2 separate regions of the Macaca mulatta genome follow, and region 2 is linked to region 1. Evidence: chromatin contacts called from public Hi-C data. All regions are on one chromosome and are shown on one strand. The core of a region is the stretch at or near the end of the contact, and the rest is flanking DNA. Distances in the headings are between cores, read along the strand shown.

Region 1 (4,468 bases), core at 1,927-4,426:
GGAGGCTGAGGCACAACGATTGCTTGAACCCGGGAGGTGGTGGTTGCAGTGTGCCGAGATCGCGACACTGAATTCCAGCCTGGGTGACAGAGGGAGACTCTGTCTCAAAAATCAATCAATCAATCAATCAATCAATCTCCCTTCTCAGAGAATTCTTCCTTGACCATCTCATATAAGTATTCTCCCTGGTAATGTACTCTAGCCTCACAACCTGCTAATAACCCTTCATAACTGCTATAACTTCTTAATTCATAATGTTTTGTTTATTGTATAACTTTCCCATAGTCAGTAAGTTCCAAGAGGGAAAAGACCACGCCTGTTCCGGTTCTAACTGCATACCCAGGGCCCAAAGCCTGACATACATAGCTGGCACTCAGTATTTGTAAAACCAATGAATAAAGAAGCTAACAGAACTCAGTGGGCGGGCCAATGGGCTTGTCAGGGGCGTGGCCCACGTAGAGGCGGAGTCTCCCCGCGGGATAGGGACCGGAAGCTTGGGCGGAGCTTCCCAGAGTAGCGTACACGCCTTGGGGCGGGTGTAGGCGGGCGGCGAGTTTGCGGGCAGAATTGGGGCTTATTTTCCCTATCCTTTAGCAGTTTCCTCCCCCAGAGCCCTGGCTCACCCGAAGGCACCTCTCCCCACCACTCGGATCCGCTCGTACTTCTCCATCTCATTTCTTAGCGTTTCACTTCCGTCTCCCCCGCGGCGCGTGCGCGGACCCAGCCACTCTGGGCCCCGCCCCTTCACGGCGAGCGGCTTGCGGGGCGGAGCCAGCGCGCTAGGTGTGGGTTTCGCCACGCGTCCGTATTTGTGGGCCTGCACCACACACCTGCCGCTGCGACACGCCGTCACCTTTCCCCTCACGACCCTGCCCCACGCAGTGTCCAAGGGATAGGGCAAGAAAATAGGGCGCGCCCCGCAATGGCGGGCACGGTACCCGCCCCTCCCAAGCATATACCCAGCCCTTGTAAAGCTTGCTAGACTAAAAGGATGTCGCGTTCCTGAGAGTTGCACCCCACAGGCCGGGCGGGGGTGGGAAGAGGATCGACCCCCTTCTTGCCCACGAGTGACGCTATTTCAGGAGAAATCGGGTTCTCTTTGGCACACAAACGATAAACACAACCAAAACGACCGAGGCCAGCGCTCCTGGGAGAAGGCAGCAGAGTTAGTTTCGTGTTTGCCTAGGGAGGGACGAGGGAAATCCCAAGTTGTGCAAGTTGATTCACCTGGGGAGGACATGACACGGTCTCAGGCCGTCCCGACTAGTGAGCACCGCGCTGGTCAGGACTCTCAACTCGCTTTTCATACACACGCACTGCAGGAGGGTAATCTGCCCTCAGTGCTCATCTAGGGTGAACCCCATGGGGGAAGATGGGGGCGGAAGTGAATCACTACCTGAAAGCATCAAGGGGAAAAGGAAAGACCGCGGTTTCGCCGAAATGATCTCAAGACAAAGCCTAGAGGCAGAGGGCTGGTTAGTGTGACTAGCTAGGCTCTTTACCGGAAGTGAGGTTAATTCCAGGTTCTCCCGGGCTCCTGCTCTGCTGGAGCTCTATAAAAACTCAGTATTCGGCCAGGCGAGGTGGCTCACGCCTGTAATTCCAGCACTTTGGGAGGCCGAGGCGGGCAGATCACCTGAGGTCAAGCGTTTGAGACCACCCTGGCCAACATGGTAAAACCTCATCTCTACTAAAAATACAAAAAGTTGGACATGGTCGCGCTCGCCTGTAATCCCAGCTACTCGGGAGGGTGAGGCAGGAGAATCGCTTGAATCTGGGAGGCGGAGGTTGCAGTGAGCCGAGATCGTGCCACTGCACTCCAGCCTGGGCGACAGAGTGAGGCTCCATCTCAAAAAAAAAGAAAGAAAGAAAGAAAGAAAGAAAGAAAGAAACCCTGCCCCGGCCTTCGCAAGGGTACCCAAACCCGCCCACGTGGAAGGACTGCTGATGGGCGCTGGCTCAGGCCGGTGTCGGCCAGCGGACAGAGCAGCTCTGTGAGCCAAGGGGAGGGGCGGGAAAGCCGCTCACCCGGGACACCAGTGCTCTCACCTAGAAACCGACTGCGCCTTGATTAACCTAGGAGTCCCACAGGGGTTAATGTGTAACCTTGGAGCCATAGGGGAGGAAAACACTCAAACGGCTTGGTCCGTGGGTCCTTGCGCCTCAGGTTTTTGGCTTTTTCCTCCCTCCCGCAGCACCTTTCCCCTCCCTCACTTCTTCCCTCCCCTCTTCTATTACCACCCTCTTCTCCCTCCCCGCCCTCACCCCCGCTTCACTTCCCTCGCTAGCTCTCAGCTGCTCCTCCTTTCGCCCAGTTTACCTAAACTTTCCCCGAAAGCAGCCGCCTCGCTCGGAGGCGGGAGAGGGAGCCCGCGCCACAGTGAGGGCAGGCTGACACCTAGTGGCCAGGAGCCGCAACTGCTGCAAGCTACCGGCCTGGAGAGCGCGGGTCACCCCAGCAATCACGGCAAATCCGCGGTCTTGCTTGCCCAGCCTCCGGGGAGCCAGGCCGAGGGCCGGGACTGTCTGAGGGAGGACTGTGACAGCCGCCCGGCCCCGGGAGCTTAAGAGCGGGCGGGGAGAGGTGGCGATGGGTTACTCAGCAGTTCCCAAGCGCCCACCTCGCGGGCGCGGGAGGGACGGGTAAACCCGGGTCCCCGGTCAGAAGACTGCGAGTGGTGCGGTGGGGGCACTGGGTCTGCACCGAGACCACTGTCGGAGGCGGGGCTCCTGAATCCACCCCAGGACCAGGACTTAAGGGGCGTGGGCGTGTCGGGTCCCGTCCAGCTCTTCGCAGAAGGTAGAGGGTGGAGAGAGCTCTCGCGGTACCCGCCCAGGGCGGGGGAGCCGGTGGCCCGGGGAAAAGTGGGGACGCGGGTTAATGAGGCCGGGCGAGCCACCGCAACTGGGACTCCGTCGGCCGTCGGGAGGCGCCAGCGAGGGGTGCCTCGGCGACGACGCCCCCAGCACAGCTCCTAGTTACCCAAAGTCCGCGGGAGCCGGCCGGTGACCGAGAGGCCGCGGGGACACCCGGCTCGCGCGGCAGCAGCGCCTGAGGGGCGGGGGCAGGAGGGCGGGGCGGGGGCGCGGGCGTCTGGGGGCGGGGGCAGAGGCCTAGCAGGGAGGGCGAGGAGGAGTCAAGGGGCCTAGAGGGCTTCGCTGAAACTGTGTGGGGCTGGCGCCCGGCGGGAGAGGCGGCCGGACTGGACTGGTCCGAGAGGGACCCAGGTTCCCAGAACAGCCCTAGGAGGCGGCCTCGAGGGCGGACGGCAGGGAGGGCCAGCATGCCCCCGCTGCTGCACCCCGCCCTGCCGCTGCTCCTGGGCGCCACGCTGACCTTCCGGGCGCTCCGGCGCGCGCTCAGTCGCTTGCCCCTACCTGTGCACGTGCGCGCCGACCCCCTGCGCACCTGGCGCTGGCACAACCTGCTCGTCTCCTTCGCTCACTCCATTGTGTCGGGGATCTGGGCACTGCTGTGGTAAGCGATTGTGGGGATGAGGTGGCCGGGGGATCCTGAGCAGGGAGCTGGGGTCGGCTCTGTGTTACTACCCCCATCGCTCATCGGCGGGCTGAGGCCACGCAGTCTCACCTGATCCCGTTTGGTATCCTATCCAACCAGAAGCCGCAATGGCCCCAGGGGAGGGGGATCGCCCCTGGGAAACTGGAGGCTCTTGGGTCTTGCCCAGCCACTCTTAGCTTCCCAGTCAGCCACTAGGGCGAGCCCAGGCTCCCCCGGGGCTGGGAAGGGTAACCGGAAAGGTGAGGGTCCTTGAGGGTGCCAAAATGCAGAGCCTGCTTTCTTCCCTCCTTTCCAGTGTATGGCAGACTCCCGACATGTTGGTGGAGATTGAGACGGCATGGTCACTTTCTGGCTATTTGCTCGTTTGCTTTTCTGCAGGTAGGTCTTGCCCAGGAAGCGGGAGGCCAACTGGGGACAGGGAGAAGGAAGCTGCTTGTTCAGTCCTTCGTGACCTCTTGCCCCATCCCTCCACTAGGGTATTTCATCCATGATACGGTGGACATCGTGGCTAGCGGACAGGCGCGAGCATCTTGGGAATACCTCGTCCATCACATCATGGTGAGAAGCTGATTATGTGGTATAGGCCTGGTGTCAGTCAGCAACCTAGTCTCAGCTCCGTCTTTCTGAACCTGGGAGAAGGCTGTGTTTTCTTACAACCCACCCCCCCACCTGTGTGCTGCTACTTATTTTTAGGATGCTGAGGTTAGCAGTCTGTGTGCTTGTTCAAAGGCCAGCAACCCATGGTCTCACTACCTCTTTAGACTGAACATCATCCACAGCCAGAAGCTGTGAGCAGGGATCAAAACCTAGTAATGTTGAACGAACAAAACAAAGCATCTTATCCACTATAAACTATTATTCCAGGTAGAAATTTGGGATTTTCCAGCCCTCAATCTGATACCCCCCACCAAAGTCCAGGAAAGCATCTGCATCTGGTTCCCTAACTCC
Region 2 (4,330 bases), core at 818-3,317, 170 kb before region 1:
GTCCCCTGCTCTCCCTTCTTGCTCCAGGGGGCAGAGCCAGGACAGAAGGGCCGAGCCTTTCTGACAGCAAGTTTGGAAGTTAGAGGAGAAGGGCCTTGTATCTCTTCCCAGGACACTGACCTCACACCCAGGCTCCACATCCTCCCTCTGGTCTCACTTGCTGGGTAGTCTGAGCCAGTAGTCCTTCCCTCATCCCCTTTTCTTCGGGGGCAGCCTCTTCCCCAATCCCTAGCCTGCTTGGGGGACATCTCCACAGGCTGGGGCCTTTATTTCCCTATGCTGGCAGGAGCCTCTCGGGTCAGAGTAGAGGCTTCTAACTCAGCCTGGATACTTAGCCTCCCTCTCGAGGTCCTTTCCGCAACTGTCTATATGTCACGTGCCCTTGGGGTCAGCCATTCTTCTTCCAGGCTCAGTGACCCCTCCTGCTACACTTTGCTGCCACATCCTATACTATCCCGAGGCCCTGATGTGGGCAGCTCTCTCTTACCTGAGCAATTCTTCCACCTTTGGCATCTGAGCTGCAGCCTCCCTTCTTCCCTCCCCACTACCCTTCCTCCCTCCCTCTCTCTCCCCTGTTTCCCTCTCTCCTTCCCCAGAAGAGAGCTTGGTGGGTTCCCGTCTGAGCCGGGTCAAGAATCCTCTCAGGCCCAAGGCTGCTAGTGTTAGGGGCTCAAACGAAGGCAACCTTTTCACATCTGCATGGCCAGAGCCCCAGGGCTGGCACTGTGGGGATGGCCCCTCCCAGGGCTGAGATGGGGGCTGCACATTGACTGCTGCTGCTTATCACCCCTCCACCTGCTTCTGCCCCTTCACCCTCGGCCTCTGTCCTCTCTTCCTTCCTCTGATTTAGGGAAACCTTCCACACTGTCCACAGCCTGGACTCTGTCTAGACACCCACCCTGCACACACACTGCCTAGGGAGGCCCAGCCAGCATGGCCCAGGGAGCTTCGAGGCACCTTGTTTTCTTTGCCAATAATCTTCTCTCTGCCCCTGGAAAACTTTGGAAATTCCCAATTAAATGTCTCCCTTATCTCCCAGTTGTCCCTGAATATTCTGGCAGGAACACACTTTCTCCTCCCCCAGCCTTCCTTGACCCCCACATCAGAACATTTGGGCTTTTCTGGCCTCGCCTTGCCTTCTTAGTGATAGAAAGTGCAGACCTGGTGGATTCAGCATTTGCTAAAGCTCAGGAGTCCCCAGAATAGCCTCCTACTCCCGATTTCTGGAAACACAGGTTTACCTGTGTGAAGACAGGGGGCTAAGGCTCAGTCTCCCAGATTGCGACAGGATCCCTGGGAAAGTGAGGTGGCGGGCAACCCAGGTACGCTGTGCACAAGCCTCCTGACCTCAGGCCGCAGGCCCAGAGTGGCAGCAGGCATCTTCCCCAGCCCAGCAGGTCCTCACTAGAAGGGTTTGGGGCTAGAGAAGAGACCCAGAGGCCTTGGAGCAGCACGGGGGGTCTCTGCTGTCCTGCAGCCCTCAGCTGAGCTGGCAGTTGGGGGGTTGGATTACTGACAGCATGCCCCCCCACCGCCGTCCCCAGGCATCAGGCATCGGTGCTTGTCTGGTAACTACTGTGTGTGTTTGCTGTGTCCCCTCCTCCCCTTCCTGTCCCTACCTCTCCCCATCCCCTGGCTGCTCCTCAGACTGTCTCTGGAGGTTATGACCATCCTGTGTCGCTGTGAGAATATTGAGACGTCGGAGGGGGTTCCACTATTCGTAACAGGGGTTGCACAGGTAATAACCCACCTGCTTCCTCCTCCATGTCTAACCTTCTCTCTTCCTGCCCTGCGGGGCCTGGCAGACAGGAGCCAGTGGACTCCCCTCCTGAGACCGTGCCTTCCTCCCTCTCCTCTTTTCTCTCCTCCAACTGCTCTGGGTGCCAGTATGGATCCCTGTAGATCCCCAGGTCCCTTGCCCTTGCCTATTGGACTGCAAGTGGGAAAACAGCAAGGGATTCTGGAAGCTTTGCCAAGTCTGCCAGTGAGTGTCCCTGGATGCCAGGCCTTCATTACCATGCAGCCATAGCTGGTGAAATCTATTCTTGGGCTTAAGTGTTAAGTAGCTCCAAATGCTTACTCTGTCATGTGTGGGTTCCCCTCTTCATTGCTTCATTCACCAGCTCTCTACTGAGCACCTTCTCAATTCGAGGCATGTGGACTGCAGGAGTGAACAACAAAAAGCCCCCGCCCCCTCAGAGCTTGTGTGCCAGCAGGTTCCCAGGCTGGAAGAGGCCTGAACTGCATCTTTCTCACCCCTTCCCTCTGCATTAAATTGCCCTTCAGCCTCCACTTAGGCAAAAACACTATACCACCACTCCCTTCTTCACCCATCCTGCCGTCTCTAATGGGGAAGGGGACCATCCCCATCTCCTTAGCCCTTGTAGCCATGGGAAGTGCAGAGGCCTGAGAGGCTTGGAGTACCTTGTGTGGAAGGGGTAGGGTCCAGGCCTCCCTCAACACCCCATTTGATGCAGTCCTGTCCCGCTCCACACCCACACCTGCACTTGAAACACCTGCACATGCCCAGATCCCTTTTAAGGCGGGTGACTGTGGACCCTGGAGGAATCAGATTGCCTGGCCAGAACAACTCTTTCCAGGGTTAACACTCCTTGGCCAAGAAGCTCTAGTGTGACCTCAGTGTGCATTCCCCATGTGACCCACCTGGGCCTAATACCAGATGTGGGTTTCAAGTCAAAAGGCTGCAGCCACCCGGTAGGGCTTCTCTGGCAAGGGGCAGGTACAGAATCACTTCCATCTTAGCCCAGCAGTGCGCATACTCCAGGATGCCAGGCAATCAGACAGAACTTTCCGGGCAGCTTCCTGGGGCACCCTGGAGTGCTGGGTAGATCAAGGAATGGGCCAGGGCCCCTGCGGGAGGCTCAGATGACATCCACGATGGCCTACGCAGCAGAGCCGGGAGGACCAGCACTGACTTGCTATCCTAGAACATACACACAGCTACACCTGAATTCTCCCCCAGCCACCAGCCCCCAACCACCTACAGCCACTTCTTTCTACTTCGTTTTCCTCACAACCAGCCAGGCTGGCTTGAGCAGAGAGTATGTGCACATACACAGCTCACTTCCACTCCTTCCCCTGGGGCCATCTGCACCCACCTGCCCTCCTGCCCACCTCCTTCTCAGACACTCCCATCTCAGCCCCATTGAGAGTCCTTCCTCCACCTTCCTCACCAGGACGCAGCCGGAGCAGTGAGGTACTGGACTCTTTCCCAACACCACCAGGCCCTGCGCCCCCAGACCCATGCCCCTGTTTTGCGTTTCTTGGCAGGATTTCCCTAGAGATTATGACGTTGCAGCCCCGCTGCGAGGACGTAGAGACGGCCGAGGGGGTAGCTTTAACTGTGACGGGTGTCGCCCAGGTATAGTAACTCAGCAGCCCTGCGCATGTCCGTTGAGCTGCCTGGTCCTGTACTCGGGTTCGGGGGGAGGAGGAGAGGACAGCAGCCAGGGGCAGTCTCTCTCCAGCGCCCCAGCCCCCGCAAGTCCCGCAAGAGAGGGCCAGTCGGGTCGTCGCCACTGGAACATGCTCACCGGGCCCTTTTGGCCACCCAGCAGGACTAACAGACACCCCTTCTCTCCTCAGCGGGCCCACGAGGGACAGAACCAGTGCTGAGGGCTCCTGGCTCACTAACCCCACCCCCATTCTTTGCAGGTGTTGGAAATGTCAAGCCCCAGAATCCAGGCCTTCCTTGTTCCCTGGGTATGGGGTGGGAGGGGTGGGGCCCAGAGGGAGAGGCATGTGAGGCAGAGGAGCTCTGGACTCTGGGAGTCAGAAGCTGTGTCATATTCCCAGCTGGGGGCCTAGGTGAGGGCTTCCAGCCCCGATCCACCTCTTGGCATCACAGGGCAGCGAGGTTCAGCCATGCTGTAGGCCTCGGCGAGGGGTTGGCTGAGTACCTCAAGAAAGAGAGGCATCCTTGGTTGCATCCGCCAACCCTCTCATGCCCTGTCCAGGCGCTTTCCTTCTCTGTCTGTGTCCCTATTGCTCATTCTGCTTGTCATACTCTCTGCCCCTCAGCCTCAGGGTCTCCCACGTGTGGGAAGCCTGCAAGGGAGGAATTGGCTGGTGAGGGGACAGTAGGCTGAAGGGGTGGGGAGACAAGTCCCGAATGCCCATGAGAGGCCGTGGCAGGGCCTGGGGCTGCCAGTGCAGGTGAAGTTTCACAGTGTGAGAAGCCCTTGTGCTGCTATCTCCCCACTAGAGGCCTCAGACAGATTCCAGCCCCCTAGGGCCTCCAGGTCTGAAAAAAGGAAGGGAGGAGGCACAGCCATCATCCTGCCTACCTCTGGGTCTGGGGCCTCCGTCT

Evidence for each region. A called contact is a pair of places that touch in the nucleus more often than the background predicts.
Region 2: a contact with region 1 is called in a Hi-C map of cortical neurons, with 3 times the contacts expected there. The contact joins the enhancer-like site here to the promoter of TLCD1 in region 1. A contact is called at or near these places in 2 of 14 Hi-C or Micro-C datasets (cortical neurons and liver).

Annotation. Positions count from the first base shown.
Region 1 is chr16:37,434,821-37,439,288 of T2T-MMU8v2.0, reverse strand. It overlaps TLCD1 (TLC domain containing 1), which reads left to right and starts at 3,176. Exons shown (of 4, transcript NM_001194451.2): 1 at 3,176-3,478; 2 at 3,816-3,898; 3 at 3,996-4,078. The coding sequence starts at 3,285. NEK8 (NIMA related kinase 8) reads right to left here and starts at 3,581. Exons shown (of 16, transcript XM_077970598.1): 1 at 3,379-3,581; 2 at 1,228-1,396. The coding sequence starts at 1,307.
Region 2 is chr16:37,604,833-37,609,162 of T2T-MMU8v2.0, reverse strand. It overlaps FLOT2 (flotillin 2), which reads left to right. Exons shown (of 12, transcript XM_077970649.1): 3 at 1,648-1,738; 4 at 3,292-3,382. The coding sequence starts at 3,308. Among named protein-coding and RNA genes, the nearest start is that of FLOT2, 13 kb to the left of the region's middle. Within about 2 kb of position 2,067, at least 1 of the 40 cell types and tissues checked has an H3K27ac peak or open chromatin away from gene starts, as enhancers often do. A contact at or near this core is called in cortical neurons, where this site is marked.